Regions from separate parts of the Mus musculus genome. Here region 2 is linked to region 1. The links are chromatin contacts, called in public HiChIP or PLAC-seq maps. All regions are on one chromosome and are shown on one strand. The core of a region is the stretch at or near the end of the contact, and the rest is flanking DNA. Distances in the headings are between cores, read along the strand shown. Region 1 has its middle 12 kb from the start of Gm34286. Region 2 overlaps Agfg1 (ArfGAP with FG repeats 1).

What was found. HiChIP or PLAC-seq counts read pairs in DNA pulled down with a chosen protein or histone mark.
Region 2: a contact with region 1 is called in a BATF HiChIP or PLAC-seq map of CD8 T cells, with 7 read pairs. The contact joins two enhancer-like sites. A contact is called at or near these places in 2 of 15 datasets of contacts at CTCF or cohesin (CD8 T cells and embryonic stem cells), 21 of 484 Hi-C or Micro-C datasets (the AML12 cell line, B cells, CD8 T cells and 9 more) and 4 of 115 datasets of contacts at active chromatin or transcription factors (CD8 T cells and embryonic stem cells).

The regions. Positions count from the first base shown.
Region 1 is chr1:82,794,587-82,799,398 of GRCm38.p6, forward strand. No RefSeq gene overlaps it. Among named protein-coding and RNA genes, the nearest start is that of Gm34286, 12 kb to the right of the region's middle. Within about 2 kb of position 1,910, at least 112 of the 459 cell types and tissues checked have an H3K27ac peak or open chromatin away from gene starts, as enhancers often do. A contact at or near this core is called in CD8 T cells and regulatory T cells, where this site is marked.
Region 2 is chr1:82,867,202-82,872,063 of GRCm38.p6, forward strand. Agfg1 (ArfGAP with FG repeats 1) reads left to right here. Exons shown (of 13, transcript NM_001368850.1): 3 at 3,484-3,599. Among named protein-coding and RNA genes, the nearest start is that of Agfg1, 30 kb to the left of the region's middle. Within about 2 kb of position 2,735, at least 12 of the 459 cell types and tissues checked have an H3K27ac peak or open chromatin away from gene starts, as enhancers often do. A contact at or near this core is called in CD8 T cells and regulatory T cells, where this site is marked.

The DNA of each region.
Region 1 (4,812 bases), core at 660-3,159:
TGAAGTTTCCACATATGCTCGTTTGCTTCTGGTTATTCCAAGTTGGTTGTCTTTTGATCAGTTCTCCCACCCCTATAGGCAGGCCAAGTAAAAACCAATTCAATGACTCCTCTCTCAAGCCCATCGGAGAGAATGGGGATTTCCTAGAGTTTCATTTTTTTCCTATTGCTTCCCAGACACTGCAGGTCCTACTTCCTGTTGTCTTCTATAGAAGCTTCCCTCACCCCCATAGCTCAACAGTCATGTGACCTGCCCTTTCTCTCAATGCTCTCACCTGGATTAGTTTATCTTTTTTTAAAAGATCTATTTGTTTATTTATTTATTTGTTTGTTTATTTAATGTATATGGGTACACTGTAGCTGTACCGATGGTTGTGAGCCATCATGTGATTGCTAGGAATGAAGGTTGCTCGCTCCGGTCTGTCCCACTCACCCTGGTCAGAAGATTTATTTATTATTATATCTAAGTACACTGTAGCTGTCTTCAGATGCACCAGAAGAGGGCGTCAGATCTCATTACTGATGGTTGTGAGCCACCATGTGGTTGCTGGGATTTGAACTCAGGACCTCAGGAAGAGCAGTCAGTGCTCTTAACCACTGAGCCACCTTGCCAGCTCCTGGATTAATTTATCTTTACCATCTTTTATATGTGTCACTAACTACCCAACCCAGACTATGAATGGTCTGAGCTCCCTGAGCATAGAGATATCCGATTACTAAAACATGACCTCACTTGCAGGTATTAAAAATATTTATTAAAAGCTTAGGAAACCTCTACCTATGTGAGGCCCAGTGTCCACAACAACACTCTAGGTGGGGTTCATGACTCATCAAATAACTATGCTTTAGACTTACAGTTTTGTCAACTGATGACAGTTATGGGGAAATGGAAACTTGAGAAGCAGCTGAACTTTGAGAGGAGGCCGCCTTGACATTTGTAAGTAACCAGAGCCCAGTTCAAAGTGCTCAGAACTGAACTGAAGCAATGCATAGTCTCCTGGAGGGTCCAATTAACCAAGGGTCTTCCATTTAGTACACATTTGTTGGAATCCTCCTGCGTAGCAGAATCCATGGTGTGCTCAGGTGAAAAAAAAAATGTACAGGAGACACTCACCCCAGATGTGGGAAGCACTGTCTTATAGACTGAGACCCTAGACCAGATGCTGAAACAGAAAGCAATCTGAGAGTCAGGGACCATCTCTCTACTTCCTGACTGTAGATGAGGTGTGACCTGCCTCGCATTCCGCAGCTGTGACTTCCCTGCTGGGATAGACGGGCCCTCAAACCTCGAGCCAGAATAAACCCTTCCTTCCTTAAGGTGCTATTTTAGGTTTTTGTTTTGTTTTAATTCAAAACAATGAGAACATGGTATGTTTAGAGAGTCCTTTATAAGAGAATCCCCTAGTCTGTGGGCAGAAACAGGAAAGAGCAGTTTACCTTAGGAGATTTTAGTAGCCAAGGAAACAGTAAACCGCCAGGACTCGAAATAGGAATTTCAGAAAGTACTCAGTCCAGGAAGATGTCTCAACCAGGAGCTCATGGGAGGAACCGTGTGTTCAGCAGGCATGAGTGTCAAGACCCGAGCCAGAGGTGAGATAGCGTTAGGAAGAATTATCTGCCAAGCCTGAAGAAGCCCAGCACTGTCTGACTCAGAAGAGCCGGTGCCAGCAACAAGGAGAGGGAAGGAGCAAGCAGAGACAGGCGAAGCAAAGGAAGAAACGTTGCCACATGGCCACGACGCAGCCCAGGGAGGAAATGCTCGTGCAGGAGGAAGTCTCCTGTGCAAACTCGAGATGTGGTGGCCTACAGCTGGAATCCCAGCGTATGGCTTGGGAAGACCGATGGGAGGGTGCAGAGGTGAGAGGAATGTTTAAGCTCAGAAGTTTGAGACCAGCCTACAGCATAGTGAAACTCCATCTGTATAGGAAACCAAAGCCAACAGTCAGGCTCCAAAGATACGGCTCAGTGGTGAAGAGTGTGTACTGGTCTTCAAAGGTCTCGGCTTCAACTCTGAGCATCCGCAACAGATGCACCCAATGCTTGTAACTCAGATGCACAAACTGCCTGTAACTCCAGCCTTAAGGGTATTACCTTCTTCTGGTCTCCACAAAGTGCTCTCTCCCATGTACGCATCCACCACTCCCGCCATATGTATATACAAATACATTAAAATAAATCTGAAAAAAAAATCAGGTGTGAGCAAGGTAAACGGGGGTGGGAAGGAGGGGAAGGGAGGTTGTTGGCCTGCAGTCCATACCCCAGGGCCTGCATGGCGGAAGCATCCAGGTTTGTTGCCCCGGCTCCCATGGGGGGTCTGCCTTTGTCAAGCTTCACAGGAGCAAGTTTTACGCACTCGCGAGTACATGCTATGCAAGAAGCTGAGTTATGTCTTTGCTCCCTCTCACATCTACCCAGGCGAAATGGTTTTCAGAGTCAGTTGAGCTAGCACATCCATTATCTCACAGAGGCTAGAGCATGGTAGAAGGACCTATTGTCTGTCCCCTTAGCAAATGTTCTGTGTTGTCTTGGTCTGCTTTCTGACACTGTAACAAAATGTTTAAAGCTTGGGAATTTACTAAGAAAAGAGGTTCAGATCACTTTGTGGTGGTGGAGGCTGGGAAGTTCGATGTCAGAGGCTCGGCATCCACGGGGCTTCCGGTAAGAAGGGCCTTCCTCTTATGTCAGCAGTATGACACAGCAGAAAGCTTTGCACAAGGGTGACACAGCAAACATATTGGGTAGTGTTACACAAGTCACTCCTCCAATGATCCATTGACCCACAAACATGCTAATCCATTTAGGAGGGCAGACCTGATCAATCTGAGCAAATGCCCCCCATCTCCAGAAAGAACTAACATGAATTTGGGTGGTGAGGTTTCTCACACATGAAACATAAAGGTGAGTTGAGGTGATAATGTCAGTGCTAGAGTCCTTCCCTAACGTGCTCTGAGCTTGAATCACCGCAGAACAAGTTTATGTGTAAAGCATGTGTGTATTATGTGTATACACACATATGCATATATAAAAATGTCTATATAAAAATAGTCAAATCGTAATATATATCACTAACTCTAGTTATTTACTAGTTAATAAGTTGAAATCCTTACTTCAGGAACTCTGAGGAGATGGGGCAGGCGATTGAGACCGGGTTTCATATAGCCATAAATACATTGCATAGCTTAGGATGGCCTTGAACTCCTGATATTCCTGCCTCTATCTCCAAAGTGCTGGGATTACAGGCATGTGTCCCCAATGTCTAGCTTTGGTACAGTTTTGTTGTTGTTGTTGTTTCTTTTGCTTTTGTTTTCAAAACGAGTTTCTCTGTGTAGTCCTGGCTGTCCTGAAACTCCTCTGAAGATGAGGCCGGTCTCGAACTCAGAGATACACCTGCCTCTGCCTCCTGAGAGCTGGAATTAAAGGCATAGACCACCATTACCCCATGGTAGGGTTTTGTTGTTGTTGTTTAGACAAGTAAGTAATTAAAGTCATCTGGTGAGATCGGATCCCATAGACTTTGCACTTTATAAAAAGAGATTAGTGGGCTGGGGGTGTAGCTTAGTGTTGGAGTACTTGTTTGGTAGGCAGGGGGACCTGGACCACAGAATAAGCAGTGTAAGGGGAAGGGGATGCTCATGAAGGCTAGTGGCATTTTTGTGACTGAAGAGTGGTGATAGGCTATATGGTGAGCAAAGCTATAAGTGTTCCCCAGATGGCCCTTCACATCATGGGCTGACTTCTGGGTAAAATGACTATCTCAGGTCATACAGCTGGTATACTCCAAAGTCAGGGTTTGAACTCCAAGGACACCAGAGCATCCTGTACCCTGCCCTTCCCCAGGAGCTTGCTGCCTGGCCTTGGCCACGAGTGCTGATGTGCACTGGGTACAGCCAGCAAGGCTCTTTTATTTCCTTCCGTTCTGCTCTGACCTGTGGGCAGCTGCTGCGAGGAAATGCCAAGTCATAAATAATTCTTACATTAATGCCGAGCAAGGCAGCCGAAAGGGAAATGTCACTAGGAAATGGTATTTCAAATAAGTACAGATTTCATAATTTAGCCATTTCTCATAATGATATTTCCTTAGTTTGGGTTTATGGTAAACTGGTCATCACTCATAAATGTGGGAGACATGTACTATTGCTTGGACATTTGGCCCAGAGATAAATGTGATAGGAAAATGAAGCCATTCCATTGCCTTCTAGAGTTGGACAAATAGACCATAGCAAGGAGAGGAACAATCAGTCTTACTTATTAGAATGGACACTTGTATCTTGAAGTCACCCAACACAGTTATGGTATTGTGACACCCTGTTGCAGCTTATAATACCTAGGCTCCAGGGCACTTGGTCCCAGCTAACTGGAATGTTCATTAGTGTAATTCTGTCACACAGGGCCGTTCTCAACACCAGCATCTTTCCCAGCAAGGCCCCTTCTGGGTGTAGCAATTATCCAGACTGATAGTTTAAAGTCTATTAGGTGGAGCAAGCTTCTGCTGCTGTCCCAACCCCCTAGCCCTAGTCTGCCTATTGTGAGCAGCTGTCCCTAAGCCTTCTGCTTTTTCACAGGAAGCCAGAAATCCAGATTGCATCAGAGATTTCCCAATCACTAAATCTTAGCAACTAATTCAATTTTTTATTTTTCTGAGATCGGGTTTTATGTAGCCTGGTCCGACCTCGAACTCATTGTGCAGTAGGGAGATGACCTGGATTTCTGATTATCCTGTCCCTGCCATAGATGACCATTCCTAGTTTATACTGTACTGGGGATCAAACCCAGGGTATCATGCGTGCTAGGCAAGCACTCTACCAACTGAGCT
Region 2 (4,862 bases), core at 1,485-3,984, 73 kb after region 1:
TTAGCACTAAAATGAAGAAAAGAAGCCACGCCTTTAATCCCAGCACTCAGGAGGCAGAGGCAGGTGGATTTCTGAGTTCTAGGCCAGCCTGGTCTACAGAGTGAGTTCCAGGACAGCCAGGGCTATACAGAGAAACCCTGTCTCGAAAAACAAACAAACAAAAAAAAAAACAAACAAAAAAAAAAGAAAGAAAGAAAGAAAAGAAAGAAGAAAAGAAAGATAACTCACAGCTTTATGAATTATTCGTTGGCTAGTGTTGGTTCATTTGTCCTTTAATTTTATTTTTAATTCTTTTCTAAGATGGGTTTTGAGTCATTTTGTTCATTGAACATTGATGGCTCAACTTAAAATCATCATAAGGGTTTAGAAGTATTGCACAAGGCACATACTTAGTGAATCTAATATGGCAGTTTGTAATCTTTTTCTGTAGAAGTATAAAGCACTTTGTGGGTGATTTTTCAAGACCACTTTGATTCTGTCTGCAGCAGGGTTAAAGGTGGAGCTAGTTTCCTGCATTCCTGATAAGACTTTCCCTCCTCAGCCAGAGTTGTGTAATCACTCACCACTAAAGATTTCTCAAAATAAATCAGCACAAAACATTACCAATATATCAATGCCTTATTTATTAGTTCACTATTACAGTAATATAGTCTGTCCCTCAGTATCAAGTATGTTAACTCATTGAACCTGCCGAATATCCCTATCAAGTAAGTTCCTACTTTGCATTTTACATAAGAAGATAAGACATATCCTATAGAGTTGGCCGAGCTAGTTCATGCTCTCACGCACCACAAGCACATTGTGCTATAATTAGGATGATTTCCCCAGAGAGACCATCTAAACGAATCCCATTACGTGTTGACTCCTAAGAAAGGATGGCTTCCAGGGGTCATTATTATTCCTCACTACTGTTTTTAGCCCACACCCCCCAGGTTCCCATGTTAATAGATGCTATTACTTCCTGTGTCTTCTTGTCACACAGTATTTGTTCATTTTAGATTTTAGCTCCTTACACTTTTCCTGCTGTTGCTAAACTCCTGCCAGTGTTCACAAGGATCATTCACATAGCCCTTGGATCCCCCACCCCTTGTCTTCCAGTGGTCTTTCATCCCAGTTACATTGTCAATCACTCTATCACCTATTGGGTTTACAGCTTAAGTATTTTGTGGCATGATCCCCGCACTGATCCTTTATTCACAGCTCTTTCACTGTGAAGCTTAGACACTAGCCAACTACCAGGACCTTCACTCTGCTAAGTTGCCTTTTCTTTCTCTTTCTTCTTGCCTAGCTTGGAGTTCATGGTCTCTTATTATAACCCTCACCCCCACCTTTTGTTCTATTGTACTTGTGAGACATCAACTACCTGCAATTTTAGTTGACTTTTTCTCTTCATTCCCTAACTTAAAGGATTCTCCCCCCCAATTACATTTTATTAAAACATAGCAGATGGAAAACAGACTGCTATTAGCAAAGGCATATATATAGATGGTAGTTTTAATATGATAGTGGGAAGAAAACTCAACTCTTCAGAGACCAGATGCGTTGATATCCAGGAGGCAAAGAGGCTTTCCTTCCTTCCTTCTTTCCTTCCTTCCTTCCTTCCTTCCTTCCTTCCTTCCTTCCTTCCTTCCTTCCTTCCTTCTCTCTCTCTCTCTCTCTCTCTCTCTCTCTCTCTTTCTTTCTTTCGGAATGGGGGATATGTTGGGAAAGTTCAGACTTTGATAGGAGTCTTGCTTAGTGACAAGTTTACTGACTAGATTTAAGAGACACTTGTTTGTTTGATAGAAAGGGTATTACATAGAGGTGTGTCATATCAGTTGTCAATAGTACAAGGAATGGGGGGTCTCTTTATAAAATTAATATTTGTATGTGTACATGCACAGCCTCCCCATGGTATACACCTGCAGGTCAGAGGGCGACTTTTGGGCATCTTCTCTTCTTCCACTGTGGGTGCCAGGGATTGAACTTAAGTTGTCCACAGGCATTTTTATCTGTGGATTGTGTTGCCTATTTTATGCTTGGTTTCATTTTTCTCAGCATAATTGTCTACAAGTTTTGTCTTAGAGTTTCTATTGCTGTGAAGAGACAGCATAAGCATGGCACCTCTTATAAAGCAAACTGTTTAATTGGGGCTGGTGTACAGTTTCAGAGGTTTGGTCTGTTATAGTCATGGTAGGAAGCATGGTGGCATGCATGCAGACATGGTGATGGAGAAGGAGCTAAAAGTTCTACATCTGGATTGGCAAGCAGCAGGGTGGGAATGAGACACTAGGCCTGGCTTGAGCTTTTGGAACTTCACAGCACAACAAGATTACATCTCCAATGATGCCACATCTCCAATAATGCTTTTCCCTATGAACCTATGTGTCATTTTCATTGAGATTACCACAAAGTTTCAGTATGACCACATTGCACCTTTTACCTACTGCCTAGTCTTTTTTTCTTAGTCGGTCTGTGCTATAATTTGTTGGTTCATCACCTCTTACATACAGGTGGTTGCATTCTTTCCATTGGGCTTACCAGTAAAGCTACTGTGATCAGCTGTGTACAGTCCTTTGTGAAGACACATGCTTTCATACTTTCTGGGCAGATAGCTCCAGAGTGACCTGGTCATGGAGTAGGTGTATTGAGTGTTTAAGAAACCTCCCAACTGTTTTCTATAGGTGTTGTACCATTTACATTCTGGAGTTTCAGTTGCTCCATACTGAGCACCAAAAGATCTGGTCAGTAAATCACTCTTACTTTCATGGGTCTGTATCCTGTGTTACTGCTATCAGGTTTCAGTGGCATATGGTGTTAACTTGCAGTATATACATCTTTGTTGAAGTGACTGTTTATATACCCTACCTCCCAGTTTATTCTTGTTTCTTACGTACTCTAGATTTTCAAATTCTTAAACATTTTATTACTGGTTCTTGTCTTTTTAAAAGTATTTTTCTCCTTTGTAGTGCCTTTTTGATTCTTGTTTGAATTTCATTTCTCTTAATTCTTTAAAAGAGTTAAATGTCGCAGACACTCATAAGGCTAGTATTTGTGTTATGATACTTTATTAACAGATTGTTCACAATTCTGTTATTTTTGTGTCCGTTTTGGCTGATTTTGGCTTGCTAAAGGGCCCCTACATTGCTCTAAGCCCAGTTTCTGTTTTATCAGTAAAGGAAGGATTTCCCCACAGGTTATTTGACTCCTTTGACCTGATGATTGACAGCTCATGATCATGCTGAGATCAAAAGAGCCAAGTGCTCCCAAGTCTCACCACTTGTTTCCTTGTAGATTTCTCTATGAGCTTGTTGCTAAGATTTCACTGTCTTGCTCATATGCCAGTACGTTCAATTCCTGAGTTTATGATTGCAGTGAATATCCTCATTGCAAGCAGTTTTGTAAGTGACTTTCTCAAAGAGACAGAATTTTCTCTTGAAATTTCATTAAATTAAGACATTGATTTTTTTTTTTTTTAACCCTTTTTCTCAATTCTTTTCAAAGGTCTGCAAACAGATATGGCTAGGATTATTTGATGACAGATCTTCAGCAATTCCAGACTTCAGGGATCCACAAAAAGTGAAAGAGTTTCTACAAGAGAAATATGAAAAGAAAAGATGGTGAGTGAATAATTGGTATTTAGTGTGGTAAGACTTGATTGACAGATTCAGGCAGGCCGGCAGAGCTGAGGGTTAACTGGATGGTTGGTGGGTGCAGCCACGCCACCCTTTGACTTAACTGGATGGTTGGTGGGTGCAGCCACGCCACCCTTTGACTTAACTGGATGGTTGGTGGGTGCAGCCACGCCACCCTTTGACTTAACTGGATGGTTGGTGGGTGCAGCCACGCCACCCTTTGACTTAATTGGATGGTTGGTGGGTGCAGCCACGCCACCCTTTGACTTGACTTAACTGGATGGTTGGTGGGTGCAGCCACGCCACCCTTTGACTTGACTTAACTGGATGGTTGGTGGGTGCAGCCACGCCACCCTTTGACTTGACTTAACTGGATGGTTGGTGGGTGCAGCCACGCCACCCTTTGACTTAACTGGATGGTTGGTGGGTGCAGCCACGCCACCCTTTGACTTTTCATTGGATTTGGTTTCCAGTGCTTTATCTTCGCACACCTATGCTTAGCAACAAGCAGCCCTGTATTACACAAGGAAAGTTAGTGTCTCTCCTAATCCTTCCTGTTGGTTTCCTTAGATGTTTTTAGTCTATAAAACATCTTCTTTCCGTACACTCCTTATTTTTTAGGTATTTATTATGTAGTATTTTAGACATTGCTAAAGCTCTTGTGTAGTAAGTCTGTCTATACATGATTGTGTCCTGCTGGAGAGCTGTGCTCCAAATATCCCTTATTTCTCACCCAAGAAATTAACTTGCTGGTTGGGCAAGAAGGGAACATTTTTATTCCCTATACGCTATGCTAAAGCCAGGCTGTCCCTTGAGCAGAGTGTGGGGGTTGTAATGCTAGAGCTAGTGTTCAGTCAGTCAGTCACACGCTGAGCTTTAGCTTTATGAGAGAGCTAACTATGTACTGATGAACTAACTATGGTCTAGGGTTTTTTTTATAGTGGTCAGTACTGAACAGTCTGTATTCCTTCTTGGGGGATTAAGATGGTGAGAGAGTTGAGGATAGAGGGAGTGGATAACTGGACAATGGATGGCCTCTTGTTTCCCTGAGGAAACAGTAGTTTGACCCAGGGAGCAATGTCGTCAAAGGTGGTATTGGTTGGAGGGGGTTACTGCGGGTTCTGGGGAAGATCCCCTTGAAGAGTGAGTGAGCACATTTGCTCTGAGTCACAGATTCTGGGTAGTCTGTGCTCCACTACTTCTAAGAAGATTAATTTATCTAGGATTCTCTTCATATGCACTAGATAC